Regions from separate parts of the Capra hircus genome. Here region 1 is linked to region 2. The links are chromatin contacts, called in public Hi-C maps. All regions are on one chromosome and are shown on one strand. Each heading gives the region's core, a stretch centred on a gene start, on an enhancer-like site or on the middle of the called end of the contact. The rest is flanking DNA. Distances are from core to core; before and after follow the strand shown. Region 1 has its middle 82 kb from the start of ATF7IP. Region 2 holds the start of ATF7IP (activating transcription factor 7-interacting protein 1).

Evidence for each region. Hi-C and Micro-C count contacts between places; a contact is called where the count stands out from the background.
Region 1: a contact with region 2 is called in a Hi-C map of blood, with 2.8 times the contacts expected there. The contact joins the enhancer-like site here to the promoter of ATF7IP in region 2. A contact is called at or near these places in 3 of 5 Hi-C or Micro-C datasets (all in blood).

Annotation. Positions count from the first base shown.
Region 1 is chr5:94,174,210-94,181,008 of ARS1.2, reverse strand. No RefSeq gene overlaps it. Among named protein-coding and RNA genes, the nearest start is that of ATF7IP, 82 kb to the right of the region's middle. Within about 2 kb of position 4,683, at least 3 of the 5 cell types and tissues checked have an H3K27ac peak or open chromatin away from gene starts, as enhancers often do.
Region 2 is chr5:94,091,902-94,099,394 of ARS1.2, reverse strand. It overlaps ATF7IP (activating transcription factor 7-interacting protein 1), which reads left to right and starts at 4,052. Exons shown (of 15, transcript XM_018048451.1): 1 at 4,052-4,227.

The DNA.
Region 1 (6,799 bases), core at 3,434-5,933, 81 kb before region 2:
GGAATTGTGCCTTCTCTGTGAGCTCAGGCAAGTTGCTTAAGTCTCAGTTTCAAGTTGTGTATGATGATTACAGCATGCAGAAAACAAAAACCTGGCAGATGGTGGAAACTCAACAAATTTTTTAAAGTATTGTTAAAATTAAGAACTTCTACTATCTGAGCCTAATCCAAATTTTCAAACTTACTTCACATTGTGACTCATCAGGCATCAAACACTCCAGCCAGAAGCTCCTTTTATTGTACTTTACTTCTCCAAGGTCTAGTTCAAAGAAAACTGCTAAGGGGAAGAAGAAGAAAATAAAAACCTCAATTTCCTCTTCCTTGATAGTAAAAGCATAAGTTTCCTTTGAAATTATATTCTCTGTGTTTACAGCATAACACTACATATTGTTACCTTTTAGAATAGCGCTGTTCAAAGACCATAATGGCATGTTGCACTTTTGCAACTACAGACATTTAAGTGATACTTCTAGAATTTTAATTTTAAGCCAAACAAAATAAAGCAAAGATTGTGTTCTCTTGAGCTTTGTCAAGGTACTTCTTCATGGAGAAGCCAAAATTCCCTATGAGAAAACAATAGGAAAGATAACATTTCATTCAAAGAGAGAAAATGATGGCTAGCACAGGTTAACTAAATCATGCAAATACATATATATATAGAGAGAGAGAGATAATAGCACATTGAAGACAGGAAATCAGGGCTGTCTCTACTGTTCTCAAGGAGGGTTGTGGGGGAGATTAGGTAGCTAATGACAACCTAGGTTACTTCTCCCATCTTGGTTCAGGGTGGGATTTTTATGAGGATGGACACCAGCAATAGCTTGCTACTCATAATCCAGAGAGGGAAACAGAGAGCTGGAACCAGAAACAAGTAGGGAGGGGATCAAGAGGGAAAACAGTGACGAAGAATAATTAAAGGAGTGAGTGCTGACTAACTTTCCTCTGTACTGGCTTTGCCAGGGGCGAACAGGAGCTTGCTCCCTTGTGTGCTCTGGCAGAAAAGCAGCGCATTCCATTTAGTTAAGTCTCTGCAAGTGGAGCTTGTGTTACTGAATTGCAGAAAAATGAGGTGGGGGTAGGAGTGAAATTAATAAAAGGGATCATTTTTCCTTTCTTTTCAAAAATGTTAAGAGGAAGGAAATAGAACACAATACAGAAAACCATTATTCCTTCATGGATTAGTTAGAAGAGCCAATTCCATCCAGTTCTACTTCCATCCAGCCTTACAGTACAAATGGGTCAAGCTCTTTGGCCTTCCATTTCCTCAACGAAAAAGTAAGGGATTGTGCTGGTTCCAAATTTCTAGGGTTTTGTATTAAGGAAGTAATGACTTTGTGTTTTCATAGAAATAAGGGAGGAGATAAGAAACTAACATTTAGCAATAATCACCTGTGCCAGGTAAATGAGACTTGGGTTTTATATTCCTAGACTCAGAACCCAAACAGCCCAAACAGTTTATGTGTTCTGCCTCCCAACTAGCTGTGTTACCTTGGAGAAGTTACCTAACCTCTCTGTGTTGTCAATGTCCTCAGCAGTAAAACAATGACACAATGATATCTACACCCAAAGTGTTGCTGGGATTAAATGACTCTATCTATCTATCTAGTCATATATTGATGAAGAATACTACACAGATGTAGTGTTATGTATAGAGAATAGTAACTGGCGTAAAGTAATTGCTCTACAAAAGCTATTAAAATGATTATTACAACACTAAAAAGTGGACATTCACTCCATGCAGATGAAAAAGAAAATGGATAAGAAAACCAAAACTTCAGAGCTTTGAACTTTTCTGACTTCCAGTAGTTTTAGTCTCTTAATTACTACCTTATACCAGTTAAAAAAGGGTGAAAGTCACAGCATTTTGTAGGCAGCTAGGGAAATTCTACCAGTTACACAACCATCAGTCAATCAAAACCATTCAGTGAATACAGAATAAACCACAGGTCACAAAAGTCCCTAGCACAGCTTTTGGAAGAGTGCAATAATAGTTAATTTGCCTAGGTAAAGAAATGCCCCCAAGGGATTACTCTTGTTTTGGGCTGAAGTCCAAAGAAAAGACTGACATCTAATCTAAAGGTTCTCAGAAATGCAAATTGCCTACTTCAAATTCCAGGGAATTTAAATCTCTGCATGGAGGAGTCTTTCTCTGGACTGGAGGAAGAGATTTTTTTGAAGAATTGGTAGACCCTTTCCCCATCACAGGGAAGGTTTTGATGGGGGTGGGGGGTGCAGGGAAGGGAGCACCAAGTAGAGAACTCCAGGTTCAGAAATCAAAAAAGGAAGGGGAACATGATGGGGAGAGATGTTTCAGAATAAAATCAGATACCACAGAAGAGAAAACACAGACTGTAAGAAACTGATGATTAGTCTGCTTCTCTCTTTTTTTAGGTGGCTTAAAATTCGAGGAACTGTAACAATTCCATTACACTCAGTAGCTCTCACACTCTGAGAAAAGGAGCCCTAAAACAAATCAATAGTTTGTTTAGAGAGTGTCCAAGAGAGAAAAAACACAAGGTAACTCTTGAAACACTTACAAGGTATAAAAGAAGAAAAGTAGTCCAGAAAGTACTGAACTGGAGCTACAAACAGGGTATTTGAAATTAACTTACCTGTTCAACAAATATTTATTCCTTGTTATTTTATTTATTTATTTATTTTTGGCCAGGTACTCTTCCAAAAGCTGATTATATAGTTCTGATCAGATAGGCATGGCCCTTAGGGGATTTAGAAAGCTAATGAAGGAGAAAAAGAATATTCAAGAAAACAAATATACACAATTGTAAGTTACAGTGATCCTATAACAAAAAAAGAGAGGATGTCATATAAGAAGATAACAAGGAATATATTTTTATATAAGGAATCTACTTTTAATGAAGTAAAAGAAATCTAGTTTTAACCAGGCAGGCAGGCTTCTCTGAAGAGGTGGCATATAAGAAAAGGCTTGATAGGTGAGGCTTAACCATGAACAGGAGGAACTGGAGGAGGGAGAAGCATTTTAAGCATGTGAAACAGAAGGTGTGAAGATCCTAAAGTAAGCGATATCTACCAAAGAGAAGGCTGATCTGAATTACCTGATCTCCTATACAGCAATATACTGCTTTTCTTTCCACACCAACCAGCTAAAATTTGTAAATCTCATAAGTCCAATGACTCGATTCACCTTTTTTATGTAAGTTTTTCTTTCTCGGGGTAGTGAATCACTAGACAAAGCCAGCCGTCTTTTAGTGCATTTTAAAAGTAGCTTTTCCAGATCTACTGTTATCATTGGCTTTTTTCCAGGGCTTTATGCTCTACTGAAACTAAACACTTAAATGAGCAATTTAACTCGGGTTTTTAGCCTAGGAAAAATGACGTTTTTGATTCTGTTTTGAGATGTAGGGCTGAATTTTAAGTTGCTCAGTTATAATTAATCCTTTGTAACACCGCAGAAGCAAAACATCTGTGATCCTTGTTCAGTAAAACAGCCCTGTACAAACCACGTAAGACAAAATGCACACGAAACAAGGCATTGAGGACGATTCTGAGTAAAGCAGCCCAGTGTTTGTGCTTCGACATATAATTGAGACAGGCTCAAAAGGCCTTGCGACATCGTGACACACTGCTCACTTTGGCCAGCAGAGGGAGACCAGAGAGTCGTCAAGCACCTAATGGAGCCACACCCCGAATATGGTTGCTTATTATCTCTCTTCTGATATTTTAAAACCACAAGAAGAAAATGAAAAATTCTTGTCCAGAAAACGCTTAAATTTTAAGACTGAGGTAAAATCCACATAACAGAAAATTAGCCATTTTAGAGTGTACATCTATTACCTCCACAGTATTGCATAATCAGCCCCTTCTCTCGTTCCAAAACATAAGAAATGCTTACATTTCATACAAAGAAAACTTACAAAAGCCCAGCCCTGTCCTCTCCTCATTCCGTCACATTCTGAGTTTTGCCTCCACCTGCATTACGTTAGAAATGGTTCCCGCGCATTCTCCGAACAGCCTTCTCCACTAAACAATTCACAAAATCTGATCCAGGGTTAAAATTACATGTTCAAAAACCAAAACCATCTCAAGTCTTCAGTTTTTTCTCTGGGAATCGTGAGGTTACAACAGCCAGTACAAGTAACTGTTTAAAAATTCTGTACATATTATGTTTTGTCCTTTCTCAACAAAGAAATGAATAAATTATGTTTATTTACATAGTTACAAAACAAATTAACAATGTAATACACCAACACCTTTCAGTCTTTTATGTGAAATTTAAAGTTCTTTCCATCTAGAGTGAAATTTTAAGATATTTCTAGGTTAGAACGAGAGCCAAGATTTTAAGGGCACCATGTCAATTGGTTAGATAACAAATTTGGAAGAAAAAAAAAAAAGAAAACAGTTAATGTCGCAAAAGCTTAAGGTTTACAACCTAAATCCACTATTTTATTAAAGAATTTAATCTATTGCATGGGGCCTTGGCCCAGGGAAGGGTAAAAAAATGCCAAACTGGAGAGGCAGGGGGAGGGGAATTGCTGGTGGTGACTCTGGGAAAACAGGAGGGAGGGAAACTGAAGAGCAAATGAGGCCGGATCCGCCCTAACAAAGAGGCAGAAACTGTGTCTCAACAGCCACCAAATCCAGTTCAGGGCGGTTTGAGCCAGTTTCTGAGCTGGATTGAGAACAACAGCCTCGGCTGAGACTTGACGAGGGTGAAACAGAAAATACAAAATGGACTTCGCAGTGAGAAGTGGAATTGGCTTGGACTCGCAGGAGCCTAAAGCTGTTTCCTGGAGTAGCAAAGTCAGATAAAATATAAGGCCTGGAGCCGGAACAGCGACCTACTAAATAAGTAAAAACGACAGAGCACTGCCTTTGTGTCTGAATCCAGTCCGCATTTTCCCTCATACTTCCCCTAATTGTGGCTGGTGAGGGAAAAGGGCCTCAGGGTATCAGTTTTCAGAGAAAGCTGGCTGCGGTGTGGGGGGAGGGGAGGATTGTGTGTAGGGTGGTTTAATGTGTATCCCGGGGGGTTGGGGGTGTAGAATGTGTGAGAGTCTGAAGGAAAGGGAACACTTCACACCCTGCAGTTCACACCGCCTCTCTGCACCTCTGCTGCATTATTGCACAACCTCAACATACACCGCACAAAGGTGTCTTGGGAGCGCGCTACACTCTGGATACTTGCACATGTAATTACCAGGCTCCTTCGGCTCTATGCATTAATGACAATACACGAATCAGGACTGTCCACATGCTCTTCTCAATTCGTGCCCTAAAATACATACAAGCCGTACATACACTCTCAACCAAGGGACACAGCAGTATTAGGTAACAGTGGAATGATAATCCTATCCTCGCTTCCCCTCCCCCAGGTGCCAGAACCTCGGACATCTGATCAGTCCCACCCTGAAGTGGCTCCTCTCAGAGTCCAACAGTCTGAGCTGTGGCCCACAGCTGTCCATGGTGTGCACATCCTGCGGCCAGGTTGGGCTCAGAGCCTTCCTGGACCACTTACATCTCTTGATTCCCCCCTAAACTCCAAAGGCTACGTAGGAATTCTAGCCAAAGTCCGGATTTAGCGAGGTGTGAGGTGTGGGGGAGGGGAAGAGCAAACTTGGGGGTGGGGTGCTAAATTCCCTGTCCCCTGAGTATCCCAAAGATGTTTAGACTCTTCCAGAGGCAATAGATAAGTGGCTCCAGACCCCAAGGCTTGTTTGAGTTGGAAGGCAGCCCTGGTGTGGAGAGGACTGTGGGGACCCCTGTGAGTGTACAGATCTCTCTCTCTCTCACACACACACACACACACACACACACACACACTCAAAGACATTCAATTAAAACCGGGTCTGTAGAGTTTCCAAATACCCTGAGAGATTGGGGGAGGGGAGAGGGAGAAGGTCAAACTAAAAGACGTCACCGTGCTATTTTTATCTTTATACCATAAATGCATGCATAGGTGGACCATTGAAACACATTCACTTTGCATTATTTATGTTCGCCAATCTTCCATAAATGAAGCTTGTTACTAGCATGCCCTAGTTGACGCTATTACACAAATAGATAACTTACGCAGCCCTTCTATATTCATTTCATTAACTATTAGATTGGGGCTGATACAGATTCTGCCAGAAGGTTTTTGTTGGGGTTTTTTTCTATTTGTTTTTTAGTAGGGGCAGTGTTTCTCCCCACAGGAACAAGCAGAAGGCTACAGAGGAGATGAAGGTAATAGAAGTAAACAGAATCATAATACCGAGAGCTTGCTATAAAGCTAGGCACAATAACAAGTACTTCATATATTAAAGTATGTTATTCAGTATTCACATATACCTCTGAGTTAGACATTATTGTTCCCATTCTAGAGATGAGGAAAATGGAGCTTGGAAAGATTAAGTGTTTCATCAAATTCATCAAATTAAGTGGCAGACCAAGATTCTGGTCGAGTCCTTGTTTTTAACCCCCTGTTAAACTGCCACCTCGCTGGCAAATAGTCATAGACTTTTTTTCAGATCCCATTGGTGTCTGCCTACTTTGGGCTGGGAGGTAAGATGGTAAAGGTGAGAGGGGAGGATTGCTTCAGCGATGAGGACGTGGTTCCTGCCTTCAACAAGCTTTCAATCTAACGGCTGTTTTTTTCAAGGACAATTCAGGACTACCGTACAAGGAATTATTTTTTTCTGCCTCTGGGTCTCAGAGGCCATCTGGGAATTATAGTTTGGAATTTCCCTGCCATTTCCGTGCTGTGTGGGAGGAATGTTTGAAGTCAGGACAACCCTGGTACAAGCAGGCAGCATGGGCAGGCCGGGTAGAAAGGGGCAGGGCGA
Region 2 (7,493 bases), core at 2,803-5,302:
TCATGGAAAAAGCAAGAGAGTTCCAGAAAAACATCTACTTCTGCTTTATTGACTATGCCAAAGCCTTTGACTGTGTGGATCACAAGAAACTGTGGAAAATTCTGAAAGAGATGGGAATACCAGACCGTTTGACCCATGTCTTGAGAAATCTGTATGCAGGTCAGGAAGCAAGTTAGAACTGGACATGGAACAACAGACTGGTTCCAAATAGGAAAAGGAGTACGTCAAGGCTGTATATTGTCACCCTGCTTATTTAACTTCTATGCAGAGTACATCATGAGAAATGCTGGACTGGAAGAAACACAAGCTGGAATCAAGATTGCGGGGAGAAATATCAATAACCTCAGATATGCAGATGACACCACCCTTATGGCAGAAAGCAAAGAGGAACTAAAAAGCCTCTTGATGAAAGTGAAAGTGGAGAATGAAAAAGTTGGCTTAAAGCTCAACATTCAGAAAATGAAGATCATGGCATCCGATCCCATCACTTCATGGGAAACAGATGGGGAAACAGGGGAAACAGTGTCAAACTTTATTTTTCTGGGCTCCAAAATCACTGCAGATGGTGATTGCAGCCATGAAATTAAAAGATGCTTACTCCTTGGAAGAAAAGTTATGACCAACCTAAATACCATATTCAAAAGCAGAGACATTACTTTGCCGACTAAGGTCCGTCTAGTCAAGGCTATGGTTTTTCCAGTAGTCATGTATGGATGTGAGAGTTGGACTGTGAAGAAAGCTGAGTGCCGAAGAATGGATGCTTTTGAACTGTGGTGTAGGAGAAGACTCTTGAGAGTCCCTTGGACTGCAAAGAGTTCCAACCAGTGCATTCTGAAGGAGATCAACCCTGGGATTTCTTTGGAAGGAACTGATGCTAAAGCTGAAACTCCAGCACTTTGGCCACCTCAAGTGAAGAGTTGACTCATCGGAAAATACTTTGATGCTGGGAGGGATTGGGGGCAGGAGGAGAAGGGGACGACAGAGGATGAGATGACTGAATGGCATCACGGACTTGATGGATGTGAGTCTGAGTGAACTCTGGGAGTTGGTAATGGACAGGGAGGCCTGGCGTGCTGCAATTCGTGGGGTCACAAAGAGTCGGACACAACTGAGCGACTGAAATGAACTGAATCTTTGTAAAAACATTACCAGATAAGGGAAATTTTTACCATGCCCATTTCCTTTTTCTGAAACCATTTGGCTAGAGAAATTTAGAACATGTAGTAAGAAGCTGAGCGTGCATGTGTGCTTAGTTGCTCAGTTCAGTTCAGTTGCTCAGTTGTGTCAGACTCTTTGTGACCCCATGGACTGCAGCACATCAGGCTTCCTTATCCATCACCAACTCCCAGATCTTGCTCAAACTTATGTCCATCGAGTTGGTGATGCTTAGTTGTGTCCAACTCTTTGCAAAGCCATGGGCTGCCACACACCTGGCTCCTCTGTCCATGGGGATTATCCAGGCAAGAAAACTGGAGTGGGCTGCCATACCCTCCTCCAGGGGATCTATTCAACCCAGAGATCAAACCAGGGTCTCCTGCATTGCAGGCAGAGACAAGATTTTAATTCAGGTAGTGTATCTTCAGAGCTCATTTTTATAAGCACTAAATTAGACTGTTTCTAACAGTACTTAGAAACTCTAGCTTTCCTCTTTAACTGTTCCTTTCTCAAGTTTATATTGTTTTTCAAAAGTTTTATTTTCCTCGTTCAATTGCTGCTCAATTTCTTCATTTTAAAATGTTTACTATTTTAGGTTTCTGTCTTTTTGTTTTTTGGAATTTTCTCTGTGACATTGCTTTACTCCACTTTTTTTCTAGAAGAGTATTCAGTCTGTATGTATAAATAAGCCCATCACGGAGGGTAAAATATATAAATCCTTCAGTACTTACTGGTAAGTAGCTGCTCTACACCAAATATCCCTCCTACCAGCCAGTCTGTCTCAATGCTCAGCTGAAGAATCCCTGGACCTCTCCAGAAACCTACAACTAGAAGTTTCAGTTCAGGTCAGGTCAGTTCATTTCAGTTACTCAGTGGTGTCCGACTGTTTGCGACCCCATGAATCACAGCACACCAGGCCTTCCTGTCCATCACCATCTCCCGGAGTCCACTCAAACTCACGTCCATCGAGTTGGTAATGCTATCCAGCCATCTCATCCTCTGTCGTCAACATCTAGTAAATTAGGGGTCTTCAAACCTTCTTCTATTCTAATTGGTCAGTGCCTGGTACCACAAGGATTGATAAATATTCTAAGTATCATCCTATTATAAATTTAAGCCACACCTTTTCCTCTTTACAGTGCCTTTGCATTTCTGTTTTACCTAACTTGAATCTTCTTTCTTTTGTACCTATTCTGACAGCCACTTTAAGTTCTACATTATGAGTCAGATCAAGTATCACCTATTCTGTGAAGTTTTCCTACATTCCACAAGAAGATTTATGTTCTCTTGTTTTATATTTCTTTTATTTTTAGTATATAACCTCATGATTGTAATGACCTCATAATGGGAATCTGTATATATGACTCCTTCCTGATTAGAGGCAGTGTCATTTCCTCTGGGCATCTCTAGTGCTTCGGAAAGTGTGTGAATAAAGAATAAACGATGTACTTGTTGATTGAAACAATGAATGATTGGTTAGATTAATCAGCAGGCAGAATAGCCAAAGAGCCTATAAACATGTCATTGAGGATATATGGGGGAAGATTAAAATACAATAAAACTAAGTGGAGTTTTGGGGCGGCAAGTCTAGAATATGAGCAAGAAAGAAAATTGCCCAACTGGTGAGTTCATGTTCAATTATTTGTCATTAGCCAAGACAATTAAGAATGAACTATTATGAAAATTATTCCTTTTTAGTTGCTTATAGAAGACAAAGAGAAAGCTAACGAACTCTACCAACCTCATTTCTTATTATAGAATTTTAAATATTGATAGATTTGTAATTTGCTGAGCATCTATTTTATAATCGAGCACTATGTGTTAAATTATAATACATAATTTGTTATAATTGAGCCTCTATTTGTAATTTATTGAGCACCAGTGTACTATATTCTGTGCTAAGGACAGAATCAAATTATAGAAATAAATATTAACCACCCCACATTAATTTCTAATTATTTACAAAAACCTCCTGTTAACTTTTTTGTCTCCTCCACTGTAGTAGAGATTTCTTAAAGACGGGCAAAGTAATATAGGTCTGGAACACACTCATTGCTAAATAAATACTGAATGAATAGATTAAGCATCAGGGTTTACTAATGATATTAAAAAAAAAAAACCTCACTATCCATTTGTCAGTCTGCTTTTGCTTTGCAGAACACATTTACATTTATCCAATCATTTAGCCTCCTCAACTGATTTGAATTACAGTTATTATCATTTTGGAGATGAGAAAACTGACTAACACTTATTCCAAGTAACAAGCAAGTAAGCAGGAGTAACTGGACGTAAGCCCAGATTCTTCAAAAAACACGAGCAGCTTTTTTTTTTTTTTTTTTTTATTGCACTCTGTGGCCTTCATGAGGGTTTGGCTCGCAGTAAAAAACTAAGTAACAGGGATACAACAGGTTGAAAGGTACAACTGGAAGCGCTTGTTCTGGCAGAGAACAACTGAAAATAAAGATGTGTTTGCGCCATTCTCTCGTGACTTACACAGTTTAAAGTATATTTTCCGAGTTTTTAATATACACGATAAAGTAACATGCTATAGTCTTTTTCGAAAACCTTGCCCTAGCTCTTTTAACTTTCACCCACCTATTTCCTTCCTTCTTTACTGAGGCTCATAGAGGGCGCTCACAAAGTGCTACTCACCGGTTGAGCGATGCGCCACTCAAAAAACACACCTCACTGCAACTAAAGGGCGCAGCGCCACCACCTCAGACTAGCTTCTCTTTTCCACGGCAGGAGGCGGGGCCAATATTTCTCATTCAAATAAAAACCCTGGAGATTTGCATGGGGAACAGCTAATCCGGGAGCCTATTGGCTGAAAGCACGGCGGGCGTGGCCAATATTACGACCACCGAGCCCCGCCTACAATAATTTGCATAACGGCCCCGGCGCGTGCAAGGGAGAAGCGGGTTTGTTTTTGAATCTGCGGAGGCGGCGGCGGAGGCAGCGGCGGCGCGGCGAGTGGGGAGCGCGAGACTGAGGCGGCAGCGGTGGGGACGGCTGCGCGGGACGACTCTGTAGGACGGAACTTGGTTCCTCCTGCCTCATCTCCCGCCCCGAAAGGTATATGTGAGTCCCAGGGGCTGTTATAACCACATTTTGTTAAATTACTATTGTATTTCTTAAGAGTCAAGACCGCATTATGGCGGCTGCGGGAGTTGTGTTTGCGCCTGCGCGGTTGCGGAGCTGCGGGCGGGCGCTGCATGGGAGCACGTGATCTTGCGGGGTCGGGCTCTAGCTGCAGTTGTGCAGCTGGCGGGGCGGTGGCTGCGCAAGCGCAATATTCATTTTCAAGATCTAATGTTCTTGGACGCCATTCGGGTTCTAGATTTAATTTTTTTCATTCTTGAGGGGTTTCGTTTTGTTACACGGGAATTTCTATATTTTTCAAAGAAAACGTTTCTCTTATGCTGTATTCCTGTAGCGACCTGAGAGTTTTTTTGTGTGTGTGTATTTCTCCTATTTTCTGAGAAGCTGTGGACTTAATTTTGTGTAAAAATGATTGTCCATTTGTGGTTCTCGATTTTAATTTCACTTTAAGTGTATTGCCGGATTCACGTTTATATTTAGGGAGCTAAAGATCAGCACCTAGTGGTGTTCTCACGGGAAGTGCAATTATTTGAACTGCATATTTGCAACTACATTTTTAACCCTATCCTTACCAGTTCTATTATGGAATGTTTTCAAAATAGGAACAGTTTAAGGTTTGGAAATATGAGAGGGGGGGGACATTGAAAGAATCTATATAATGTTGTTTTAAAAAGAAATCTTAATCTCCTTAAGTGTTTATATTTTTTTAAATAATTGGATCTTCAGTCGGTGGAGTTTTAATCAGTGGTGTGCCTCTGACCTTGCTTGCATTTTTTCTATTTTTGATTGCATGTCTAGTACTGCTTCAGTTAGATTATATTTGTTACTTTGACTTTTAAAATTGTAATGATATGTAAAATATAACTCAAACTCGGTAAATTTTCCTGATAAAGAATTCTACAACTACCCTGAGGCCTTTATGAGGAGATTGTGAATCATCAATAAATCAGTTGATTAAAAAAACAGCCTGCTATATATAAATGTGTGTAAGATACAGTTTGTGTTTGGTTTTTAAAGTTGTCTGTTCCTGGTTTTAGTTTCTTAAAGTATCCTGATTATTTTAGTTTAAAATGGTAGTGTCACTATATTTAAATCTTAGGTAAGCCTTTGGGAGAAGTTTTATACGATTTAATAGAATTCCACCATTGTGCAAATTATTTCTTACTGGCCTGAAAACTTGTAAATGGTTGTCATAAATGTCATCTTTGTCTTGTATATGCAACAACTGTTTTCTTGGTTATGTAACTCTTAAAATTAGTCACTTGTCAAATGAAGAAGTGGCTGTCGCTTTATAATCTTCGTTGGTTTAGGGACTTTATTGCCTACAGGTACTGTTAATAAGAATTAAATAGATGTAGTTGAAAGGAATACTTTTGGTTGATGGGTTTTTAAAAAAATGACATCACACAGGGGATAGAATGCAGTGATAGAAATAATTCTTTTTTTCTGAACAGAGTATTTGTTGTTGTGATATAATTTTTGAACCTCCAAGTCTTTTACACAGAAATATATTTAGAGGGCAGTTGTGTGATTTTTTTTTCCCCCCTTTTATGCTTCCAGGTTGATTACCCAGCACACCCCTTCCATCTCCAGATATAATTTCAAATATTTAGGAGTTGAAACATGTTTTTTTCTGTGTCTGTGTATGCGTACATAGTAAGGTTAAGAAAAGAACTTCTGTCTAGGACACGTTTCATTCTGCACTTCTCAGAAAAGTGAAATATTTTGTTTTATATATTTAAACTTATGTTTTCATTTGCATATACAAATGATTGCCTCAGGTTAATGTTGAAGCTTACAAGAGGCACTTGACAACACTGAAGAACATAACGAACTATGTAAATATGTATTGGTAGGACAGTTTTGCTGTTTTGTAGTGATGGGCACTATTTGTTAGAAAGGCAAGTATAGTTCTATAAACTTAAAACTAAGAATAATGTACTGTTTGAACGTCTAATATTTTTTGTTCATTAGTACTCTGAATAACAGGCATGATTTGGAATTTAAGTTACTATTAAGACTGAATAAATACTGAATTAATTCTGTTACTGGGAGTCACTTAAAATCCTTTTAGATTTGTACATTTTAAACAAAAAATTCAGGAAAAAAAGATTTGAATACTTAAGCCAAAGCCATTAAAGTTTGTTTTTTCTTTAAATTGTGATTTGAATATTGATATTTAAAACTTTTTACTTGTTTTAGCACGTTTAGAAGGTGTCAAAAGTTAATTAGAAATAAACACACTAAATGTTTTTGTGACTTTCCTATTTATTGATTGATCAGTTAGTCTATCTTTTGGATCATAATTTCATTCCTGCCCCTTAACCTAAGCATATGCGTACACACATAATGTCGTATTGTGGCTATTTACTTTCCTGGTGGCTCAGTGGAAAAGAATCCGCTTGCAATGCAGGAGATGTATAGGAGACATGGGTTTGATCCCTGAGTCGGGAAGATCCCATGGAGGAGGAAACACATTCCAGTATTCTTGCCAGGGAAATTCCATAGATGGAGAAGCCTGGCAGGCTACAGTCCATGGGATTGCAAAGAGTTGGACACAACTGAGCATGCACACACACACAACCTATTGTTATATTGTGGATATTTATCCATTTCATTGTTCTTTAGAAGTATGTTTTTCAAAAATGATTGCATGATATTCATTTTGTGAAAATATCCTAAATTATCAAATGTTCTTGAAATACATTTTTAAACAGCCACAAAATATCAGTGTTTTTAATAAGAATGTACTAAGACTTTCCTTATTGAATATTTTGTTCATTTTGCATTTCTCTATTGTAAATAAAGCTACAGTGAATATGTTGTACATGAATCATAGTCTATATCTTATTTCTTTGAAATTGCTGTTTCAAAGGGCTTTTAAAGTAATTTACAAAATAGATAAAAACTTAGTTTTTTTGAAAAGCATTTCCCACGCCACCATGATTTTGGTGGTTGAGAAACAGTAGCTTATTTACTTTTTTTCCTGGTAACTAGTGAAATTGAACTTTTAAACATTTAATATATATGCAACTTTCTCATTTTTCTTGACTTTGCTGTTTGAGGATATTTTGTGTATCTTTTTTTGTGGTAAATGTTAATATTTTTCTTATTTGTTTATAACAGTTATTTGTGAATATGAAAATTGCTTTTCATATTTTTTGTAGTTTTTTTGTTTTTTTCCAGTTAAATTTTTTAAAACAATTGCTATGGGCTTCCAGGTGGAACAGTGGTAAAGA